Regions from separate parts of the Hordeum vulgare genome. Here region 2 is linked to region 1. A link is a contact called in public Hi-C data. All regions are on one chromosome and are shown on one strand. Each heading gives the region's core, a stretch centred on a gene start, on an enhancer-like site or on the middle of the called end of the contact. The rest is flanking DNA. Distances are from core to core; before and after follow the strand shown. Region 1 holds the start of LOC123452403 (F-box protein At1g47056-like). Region 2 holds the start of LOC123397704 (receptor like protein kinase S.2).

What was found. Hi-C and Micro-C count contacts between places; a contact is called where the count stands out from the background.
Region 2: a Hi-C map of seedling shows a contact between it and region 1, with 4 times the contacts expected there. The contact joins the promoter of LOC123397704 here to the promoter of LOC123452403 in region 1. A contact is called at or near these places in 2 of 6 Hi-C or Micro-C datasets (leaf and seedling) and 1 of 1 datasets of contacts at active chromatin or transcription factors (embryo).

The regions. Positions count from the first base shown.
Region 1 is chr5H:349,481,856-349,486,344 of MorexV3_pseudomolecules_assembly, reverse strand. LOC123452403 (F-box protein At1g47056-like) reads right to left here and starts at 2,522. Exons shown (of 1, transcript XM_045129050.1): 1 at 568-2,522. The coding sequence starts at 2,419. The coding sequence ends at 830.
Region 2 is chr5H:349,939,733-349,944,265 of MorexV3_pseudomolecules_assembly, reverse strand. LOC123397704 (receptor like protein kinase S.2) reads left to right here and starts at 2,213. Exons shown (of 1, transcript XM_045092240.1): 1 at 2,213-4,533. The coding sequence starts at 2,444.

The sequences.
Region 1 (4,489 bases), core at 1,273-3,772:
AATAGCACGCGACAAAACATAAGGTAGAACCAAGCCCACCAATTAGATCCAATAGCGTAAAATTGGCACCACTAGTGAAGCACAAGTTACTCACTGAACCATTAGAATTTGTTCCACAAAGAACACTTTTCATTGCACTCCATTTATGTACTAGAAAAAATCTCCAGGAAAGCCAGCACTCCCAAAATCTATTGGTCTACATGAACATAAGGGCGCCCTAATAGAGTTGTCGGCACCACAGACCTTCAAAACTCGTGTATACATTATAAAGACAGGATTCCATCTTAAGCACAGTTTTTCCATGCTGAACGAGCAACTAAATAGAAAAGAAAAGAGATATATGTGACTATGCAAACATCGATTGACCCAAAAGGCACTTCTCTTCAGAATCATAATATGTATATATTGTTGATTTCTGATCATTATTATTTCCAGGTTCTTATAGTTCAAAGTAATAAAGAAATTGCATTTGAAGACTAGTCCTTATAGTTAAATTAATAAGCACTTTGCATCTGAAGACCATAGATACCAACATGAAAAATTATGACAGAAAGTTGACAATAGTGCTGGCTTGGCATATCATATTTTTCAATCCAAAAAATACCTCATACAAGATTACATTGTGCGATCAGATCTCTGCTACTACAAAGAGCAAGATCAAATAATAAGTACCCTCTAAATAGACTAGCTGGTCCAGGGGAAACTTCATGGTACAATTAAGGAAGACAAGAACATCAATCACAAAGAACAACAACAGCATCAATCAATGTAACAAACATAAAAGAATCAAAGGGCAGAAGGAGTAACCATGGCACATAATTCTTGCGACTCATGAGCTATGGGGGCTCCTGCGCGGACGTCTCCGAAACATGGAAACCGACAAGCTCCTTGTCATCAAAGCACCCATCCGTGCTTTCCACCCTGATGGTCTGCCACTGGTGCCACACAGAAGATCAGGAACCCCTATCTGATCATCAAAATCATCTTGTACCACATCACTTCCTGCATTCTCCAGTACACCACTCTCGTCCACACTAGCATCTTGCAATTCGCCCGCACCACCTGGCGTGTCAAAATTCACAGCAAGGGCGCCGTGCCGACTAGCACGAAGGCGCTCAGCACACTCAAACGTCACCCTGCGGCACTTCTTCACCTTCACCTTGACAAGGCGTGGGCAGCCTGCTGCAAGCTTGTCCATTCCAGCATCAGACACAGGGCATGCCTTGATGCACAGCTTCCGCAGAGAAGCACACTTAGTCGCCACGCAGGAGATCTCTGCATCCCCAAATGTGTCAGACCCACAAAGCGCAAGCCGCTCAAGAGTGGGGCAGTTGGCAGCAATCAACTCAAGACTGGCCGATGTCAAATTCACACCAATGAGAACCAATTCCTGCAAAGCAGCACATTTCTGGGCCACAGTTGCAAGCCCACGGTCGCCAATCCTATTCGCCTTCCATCCATCAACATGCAGCTTGCGTAGACGTGGTGACTTGGTGGCAAGTGCTGCCAACCCAATATCTGTGACCTCCGGCGCTTTGGCAAGGTACAGGACCTCTAGCCCACATAGCGCCGCCACACCAAGGTCGCTGACCTGCAGCTTCTCAAGATGAAGCTCGGCTAGCAAGGCACCCTGTGGGATCGCCTGGAGAACAGGGTCCCAATCACCGGAGCAGCGGATGATCTTGAGGGTTTTGAGGTTGGGGGAGTGCGTGATTAAACAGGAGAAGCACTGCCCGTTGTAAAGCTCTTTGAGGGCCAGAGACTGGAGACGAGGGCTGGAAACGGTGATGGGCTCTGAGTCAGCTAGGCCTCGCAGACGCTTGACAGAGAGCTCCTCGAGTTGGGGGCAGGACCGGAGAACTGCCTCGATCCCCTTGGCGCCGAAGGTGCATGACCCAACTGAGAGCTTGCGGAGGTTTACAGCCGCGGCGGCGAGGGCGGCGACGCCGTGGTCGGTGACAGCACGGACCGAGCGGAGCTTGAGGCGGCGAAGACCCGGGCCGAGACGATGCGCGACGAGCGCGAGCGTGGGATCGCCGACGCTCTCCGCGCGGCGGTCGCACTTGAGCGCGAGCTTGGATACAGCGGAGAAGCGCGCGAGGATGGCCGGGGCAGCGGCGAGGAGCGGCGCCCGCGCGTCAAGGGCGAGGCGCAGGCGCGAGGAGGCCTCGGTGGCGAGCCAGCGTCGGCAAACCAGGGAGCAGCGCTTGCGGTCGCCCGAGCCGAGGAGCCCGAAAACGACGGCGAGGAGCTCCTCGGGGAGGTCGGAAGTGTAGTCAGCCTCCGCCGCCTCCGCCGCGTCCTCGGCAGCCGCGGCGCTGCAGAAACGAGGCGACGCTGCCTGCGCGGTGGGGGACGGCGGAGGAGGAGGAGGCTTGCGGTGGTGGTGGTAGCGGGGGGCGGAGGGGCACTGGCCCATGGGGGAAGGGGGCGGTGGTGGCGGATCTACGGGGGAGGCGGAAGGAACGGAGGGAGGAGTTGGGGTCGGGTGGGGGATTGGGGAAAGGAAGGAATGGAGGAAGGGATGCTACGGACGCGAGGGTGATTAAATCCGGTTAAGTGCTCCGTCCTGGGTACACGGTTTTTCTTTTCTTTCGCATTCTCGATGACTTTGATAGGTGGTCCGGATAAAAAAATACCATACGTTTTTAATTTATAAAAATAGTTTATAATCTGAGAATTTGTAGTTACGGCACAAATAAAGATGATTTTATTTTATAAAAATACAGTTCAAAATTTTATAGGTCTTCTATTTTAACACGGCTTGCATGTAGATTTAATACGTACAAAGAACCAGACAAGTGACCTTCACTTTCATCTCTGATTCTGATTTTGTTGACGTGTTTATCCCCAATCCGGCTGAGTACTGGTATGAAAGAAAGACGAATAATAATTTATTTATTAAGATTGCATCCTAGATAGTATTTTTGTTAAATGTTTAACAGATAAAATAGCATCATATTTAAATTTTACATATTTTTTTAATCAGATTCTATATATAATATGTTAAATTTGAAGTTACCGTTTACAAGATATGAGTATTTAAAAAATATATATATATACTACGGGTTTAATGTTAAAAACATCGGAGGGTTTTCTATAAAATAGCATGAGGACTAAAAATACTTATTTCCTTTATTAATATATATATAAGGTATAGACAGTATATACTTCTAGTCTTCTAGGAAAAAAATGGTAAGGACACCTCCATTGCTGATCCTCGACGATCTGCGAAGACCAGTCTGCGAACCCTCACACGGAAACACCGTCGCCCCCATCTAATTGGCAGCCCTGCTCGATCGTATTGTCGTCGTTGTTCGTGTCGTCGCTGTCGTCGTTGTTCTTGTCATCGCTGTCACCGTCTCTCGAGCAAAGAAAGGGCGAGGGGCCGCCGTGCCAGCCTTGTCCGGTCGTAGTGTGGCGCTCGCATAGGCGTAGACCCGCTTCCTTCTGCGTGTTGTGGATGGCGCCGCAACAACTACCGACGGCGCTCGTGATGCCCTGGCGGCGGCCTTGCCCCTACCGGCACCGGCGGAGGTGTCGTAAAGCGACCATTCCTAGCCAATCTTGATGACCTCCACGCCGAGGCGGCAACGACATCGTGCGGCCGTCTCCGCGATGGTGATGAACCTGTCGAGAATTCAGGCTTTCGCCAGGTCCGGGTTGATGCGGACATGTGAAAGCACAACTTCTCCTTAAGGTGGTTGTGATAATTAATCACAACATAAGAATCATTGAACTAATGATCTTATCCAAGTATATTTGAGAAAAGTTCAAAGATGCATTGGTTAAGGATTGTGAGCTGAACCCCTCGATACAAGGAACGGAATATGATTGTCCAAGCTTCAAGCTATAAGACTCCGCATTTTATATTTGTGAGAATTCGCGTTTGAGTCCATAGAAAGTCAATACTATTAAAAGGGGTGAGGTATCTATGATGAATTGGTTGCTCAAGTGCTTAGATATAGCCACCAAAAATACTCAGTCATTCTCCCACAAAAGTTCTCTCTCCGAAGCCTAAATAGCAAAATCGGTGCCATCAAGATTTTCCATTCGACCATACTGATTTTCCACCACACAGACTCTTTGCCAAACCTAGAGTCTCGGTACCACCAACATTCCTTTCTATGTCACCGAAACTAGTGACCAAGTTTCTGGTATGTCGTTTTCAAGAATCACAAATTCCGAGTCTTGAAATCGGTATCACCGAGATTTGGAAACTGTCCTAGGTCACCCATATCGGTACCACCAAGATTTCTTTATCGGTCTCACCGAGAATTTGAAAGTTGCCACCTTTTGTGCAAATCGATGCCACCGAGATTCACTTCGGTTTCACCGAGTTGGGCAATAATGTTGTAACGGTTGGGTTTTTGGAGATGCCTATATATACCCATCCACCAACTCTCATTCGTAGAGGAAGCATTCAGAACACACATACACTTGTCATATCTATTTTTCCGAGAGAGACACACACCTACTCATGTGTTGA
Region 2 (4,533 bases), core at 964-3,463, 460 kb before region 1:
TCGCGGAGCGGAGGGAGTCCGAACACGTCTTAAGTCTTTTAAGACATTTTATTAGAAAACTATATACAAAACAAAATGAGTGAATCTACACTCTAAAATATGTCTATATACATCCGTATGTAGTTTCTAATAGAATCTTTAGAAAGACTTATACTCTCTTCGTTCCAAAATAACTGTCTCAAGTTTAATACAACTTTATATTAAAGCTAGTACAAAGTTAAGACACTTATTTTGAGAAGAAGGGAGTAGTTTGCATTATGCTTAGCACTAGGCAAAGCTACTACACGAAATATACGTACGTCTGCATGTCGAGAGCTGGTAATCCTGCGATTAGAGAAGCGGACGTTGCGGAAGGATTCAACGCAGCGGCGACTTTGGACTCGGTACAATAAAAGGATTGATTCAAATATACTTCAATATTCAGTCGACTTACATCTGGTCGGTCCCTAATTTTGGTCCTTGGGCGAACGCGTAAAGCCAATGGCCACCGTTTTTAGCCGCAAAAATAGAGGAAAAAAACAGCCACCATGTTTGGAATCAGTCGGTGATCAGGCCTGTTTATTAGCTTGCGGAGAGGCATTTTCTATTTGATGCCACACGTTTAAGTATACGTGTATTTTTGTTAACTGACGTCTGTGACGTTCGTAAATAGATTGATCCATTCAATCGTCCGTTGAGGATTTTTTTCTAAAAAATCTACATTTTTTTTAAATATGGATAAACTTTTTTAAATTTCAACGAAATTTTTTCAAGATTGAAGAATTTTTTTCTGAAAATAAATGAACCTTTTTCTAAAATATGACGATGTGGAACCACTTCGTTGTGAGCACTTGGCTCTAACCATCCGGCCATGACCCGATTTGTGTAATTATATTACAGCCCAACATTTTATTGTGTATGTCAGTTTGGTTTTTTTGCTTCTTCTTTTCTATCATTCCTTTTTGTTTTCTTTAATGTGCCTTTTAATAAAATCCATGAAGCTTTTTATTTTGGCTTTTAAAAAAAATGAGTGTTTTAAAACCAACGGGCTTTTCTTTTAAATCAATGAACTCTTTCCAAATTTGATGAACTATTTTAAAATTTTGTGAACCTTTTCCAAAATCGGTTAATTCCTTTTCAAGTTTGATTAACTTTTTTAAGACTGGACAAACTTTTTTCAAAATCAATGGTTTTTTTCAACTTTGATGAACTTTTTCTAATTCGGTAAATTTTTTTTTTCAAATTTGTTGAATTGTTTTCCTATTCGATGAACGTTTTTCAAATTCAATGAAAATTTTCAAATTAGGTGAACTTTAAAAAAAATCATGATCTTTTTTAAAATCTGTGAAAATTTTAAATTCACAATTCTTTTTGTTAATTACGAGTTTTTCATTTTCTTTCATATTTAATCAACAACTGACTGAAGTGAGCCCCCCACCGGTGATCGATGGAGCAAACCCACCAAGCGCTCGCTTATATGGTCTAGCCGACGGGGTGATGGTGCGTGGGCGTCAGCTAGGGAAATTGACACTTGCAACGCTAATTAGGAGCTCCCCGAAAAACATGGAAGCAGATGAAATTTTTGCTCAATGACTAGGGCTTGTCTCACCGTTGGACCCTGTTAAAGAATTCATCCGATTAATCAGTTAACTTGTCGATTAATCTCTATTTATAGGGTCACCGAGTAGCCAATAAACTTATAGTTCGTCCGATTAATTCTTTAAGATTATTAATCACCTACACGCCAGCTAACCGAGCAGCTACGAGTTAACGATTTCCTTAACAATGTTGCTGGAATGTAAATTTGAGCGATTTCCACGCCTTGACGAAAAAAACCTCTAATAATTAAATAATGACAAACGTTGAAACGCATTGCTAGAACCGGCTTATTGTACCATAGGAGACATCGTAAATAATGGCTAGCGTTGAAACAAACCCCTAGCGAGCACCGGCTTGACACAATCATACCACAGGAGACGGTAGGAGAAGTGTGTCGTCGTGTTCCACCCGGCCGGCCCGTGACCTCACCGGCCGGCACCACCAAAACCCATGTGAAAATACGTGGCCGGAAAACCATTCTCCGATCGCGCGGCCTCTCCCTTTCAACGAGCACCCCCCACCTGCCATCCAAGTCAACCGAGTGAGCCACCCACCATGAATGAGCTGCATGCCACCACCCGAGCTACCTAGGCCAACTCCTTATGCTTAGCCGTCGCACGCCACACTAAACCTATCGCCGCGCCTAAACCAAAGTCCTCTTGTCATCTTGTGTCACCTTTCCTATCCTATCCCACCTGCCCCCCACCGCTCCGTGGCCACGCGCGCGCGCGCACTCGCCATTCCATTCCCCACTGATCAAGACCTCCACCGGCAACTTTAAACGCCGCACGCTCGCGGGCACCATTAATTATGCCCGGCTGACATCCCCCTGACACGCACGTACCATCTCCCGCCCAACGCGTCCATGTCGCTCCGCCGGCTGTGCTTCGTGCTGCCCATGGACGGGGACGAGGTCCTCGCGGCCTCGGCTGACGACCACGACGACGACGATGCCCGGCGGCGCCCCGGGGAGAAGCTGAGCTCGTACGTCCGCGACAAGGTCGGCCGCGCGCTCTCCTGCCTCCGCTGCGGCTGCCACGACTCCCGGTCCGCGAAGATGAGCTTCGAGGACATGGACGGCGTGTACGAGGTCGGCGCGAGGAAGATCAGAGGCGCGACGGGGCCCAGGGTGTTCAGCTACTCCGAGCTCTACATCGGGACCAGCGGCTTCAGTGACCAAGAGGTCCTCGGCAGCGGCGGTTTCGGCCGGGTGTACCGCGCCATGCTGCCAAGCGATGGCACCACGGTGGCCGTCAAGTGCGTGGCCAGCGTCGGCGTCGACCGCTTCGAGAAGTCGTTCCTGGCGGAGCTGGCCGCGGTTGCCCGGCTGCGGCACCGCAACCTCGTGCGCCTCCGCGGGTGGTGCGTCCGGGACGAGGAGGAGCTGCTTCTCGTGTACGACTACATGCCCAACCGCAGCCTCGACCGCCTCCTCTTCGCGCCGGCCTCGGCTGCGCCCGCGCTCGGCTGGGACCGGCGGCGCCGCATCGTGGCCGGCCTCGCCGCCGCGCTGCTCTACCTGCACGAGCAGCTCGACACGCAGATCATCCACCGGGACGTCAAGACCAGCAACGTCATGCTTGATTCCGAGTACAACGCTCGGCTTGGCGACTTCGGCCTCGCCCGCTGGCTTGAGCACACCGTGGAGGACGCGCCGCCCACGAAAAAGCTCGAGCTGCTGCCGTCGCCGCCATCCGTTCGGTCGACGTCGTCCTTTTCTTCCTCAGCCAACTACCAGTTCCGGCTGATCGACACGAGCAGGATCGGCGGCACCATCGGGTACCTCCCTCCGGAGAGTTTCCAGCGCAGGGGCGGGGCCACGGCCAAGTCCGACGTTTTCAGCTTCGGGATTGTGCTATTGGAGGTGGCCACCGGACGTCGGGCGGTCGATCTGGCCTACCCAGACGACCAAATCTTCATGCTGGATTGGGTACGCCGGCTGTCCGACGAGGGAAAGCTGCTCAAAGCCGGTGACCGCAAGCTGCCGGAAGGCGCGCGCGCCATGTTCGACATGGGCCGGTTCATCCACCTCGGCCTCCTCTGCTCGCTGCATGACCCGAGGGCTCGTCCTACCATGAAGTGGGTGGTGGAGAACATCTCCGGCAGCTGCTCCGGCGACCTCCCGGCGCTTCCGTCCTTCTTAGCACTCCCAAAGTACATCTCTCTCACCTCATCCTCCTCTGACTCCGGTACATCGACAACAATCGCCGGCACGAACAGCACAGCCACCTCTGCCTCGTCGACGAAGCACATGTACGCCACAGCGGCTGGTACCACCATTTACCTCACTGCTGAAGACGGCAGGTCGCCCACCGGCGGCTCGGGTGAGAATAAGAGCGGCAACAGCCAGCGATCGTCGCCGCGGCCAGCGGTGGCGGTTCCAACTGTGGACACTCCGCGTGAGATATCGTACAAGGAGATCGTGGAGATTACCAACGACTTCTCCGAGTCGCAGGTGGTGGCGGAGCTGGACTTCGGGACAGGGTACGAGGGCTTCTTGGACAACGGCAATGGCGGGCGCGTCCACGTCCTCGTGAAGCGGCTGGGCATGAAGACGTGCCCGGCGCTGCGCGTCCGGTTCGCCAACGAGCTCTGCAACCTGGCCAAGCTGAGGCACCGGAACCTGGTGCAGCTGCGCGGGTGGTGCACGGACCATGGCGAGATGCTCGTCGTCTACGACCACTCCCCGGGGAACCTCTTGAGCCACCACCTCATCGTCCGGCACAGCAATTCTGAGATACTCTCGTGGCGCCACAGGTACGGCATCGTGAGGGCGCTGGCGTCCGCCGTGCTGTACCTGCACGAGGAGTGGGACGAGCAGGTCATCCACCGCAACATCACATCGGCGGCGGTGTTCCTGGACCCGGACCGGAGCCCGCGGCTGGGCAGCTTCGCGCTCGCCGAGTTCCTGTCAAGAAACGAGCACAATAACCCCCACGTGGTTTTGCCCACCGG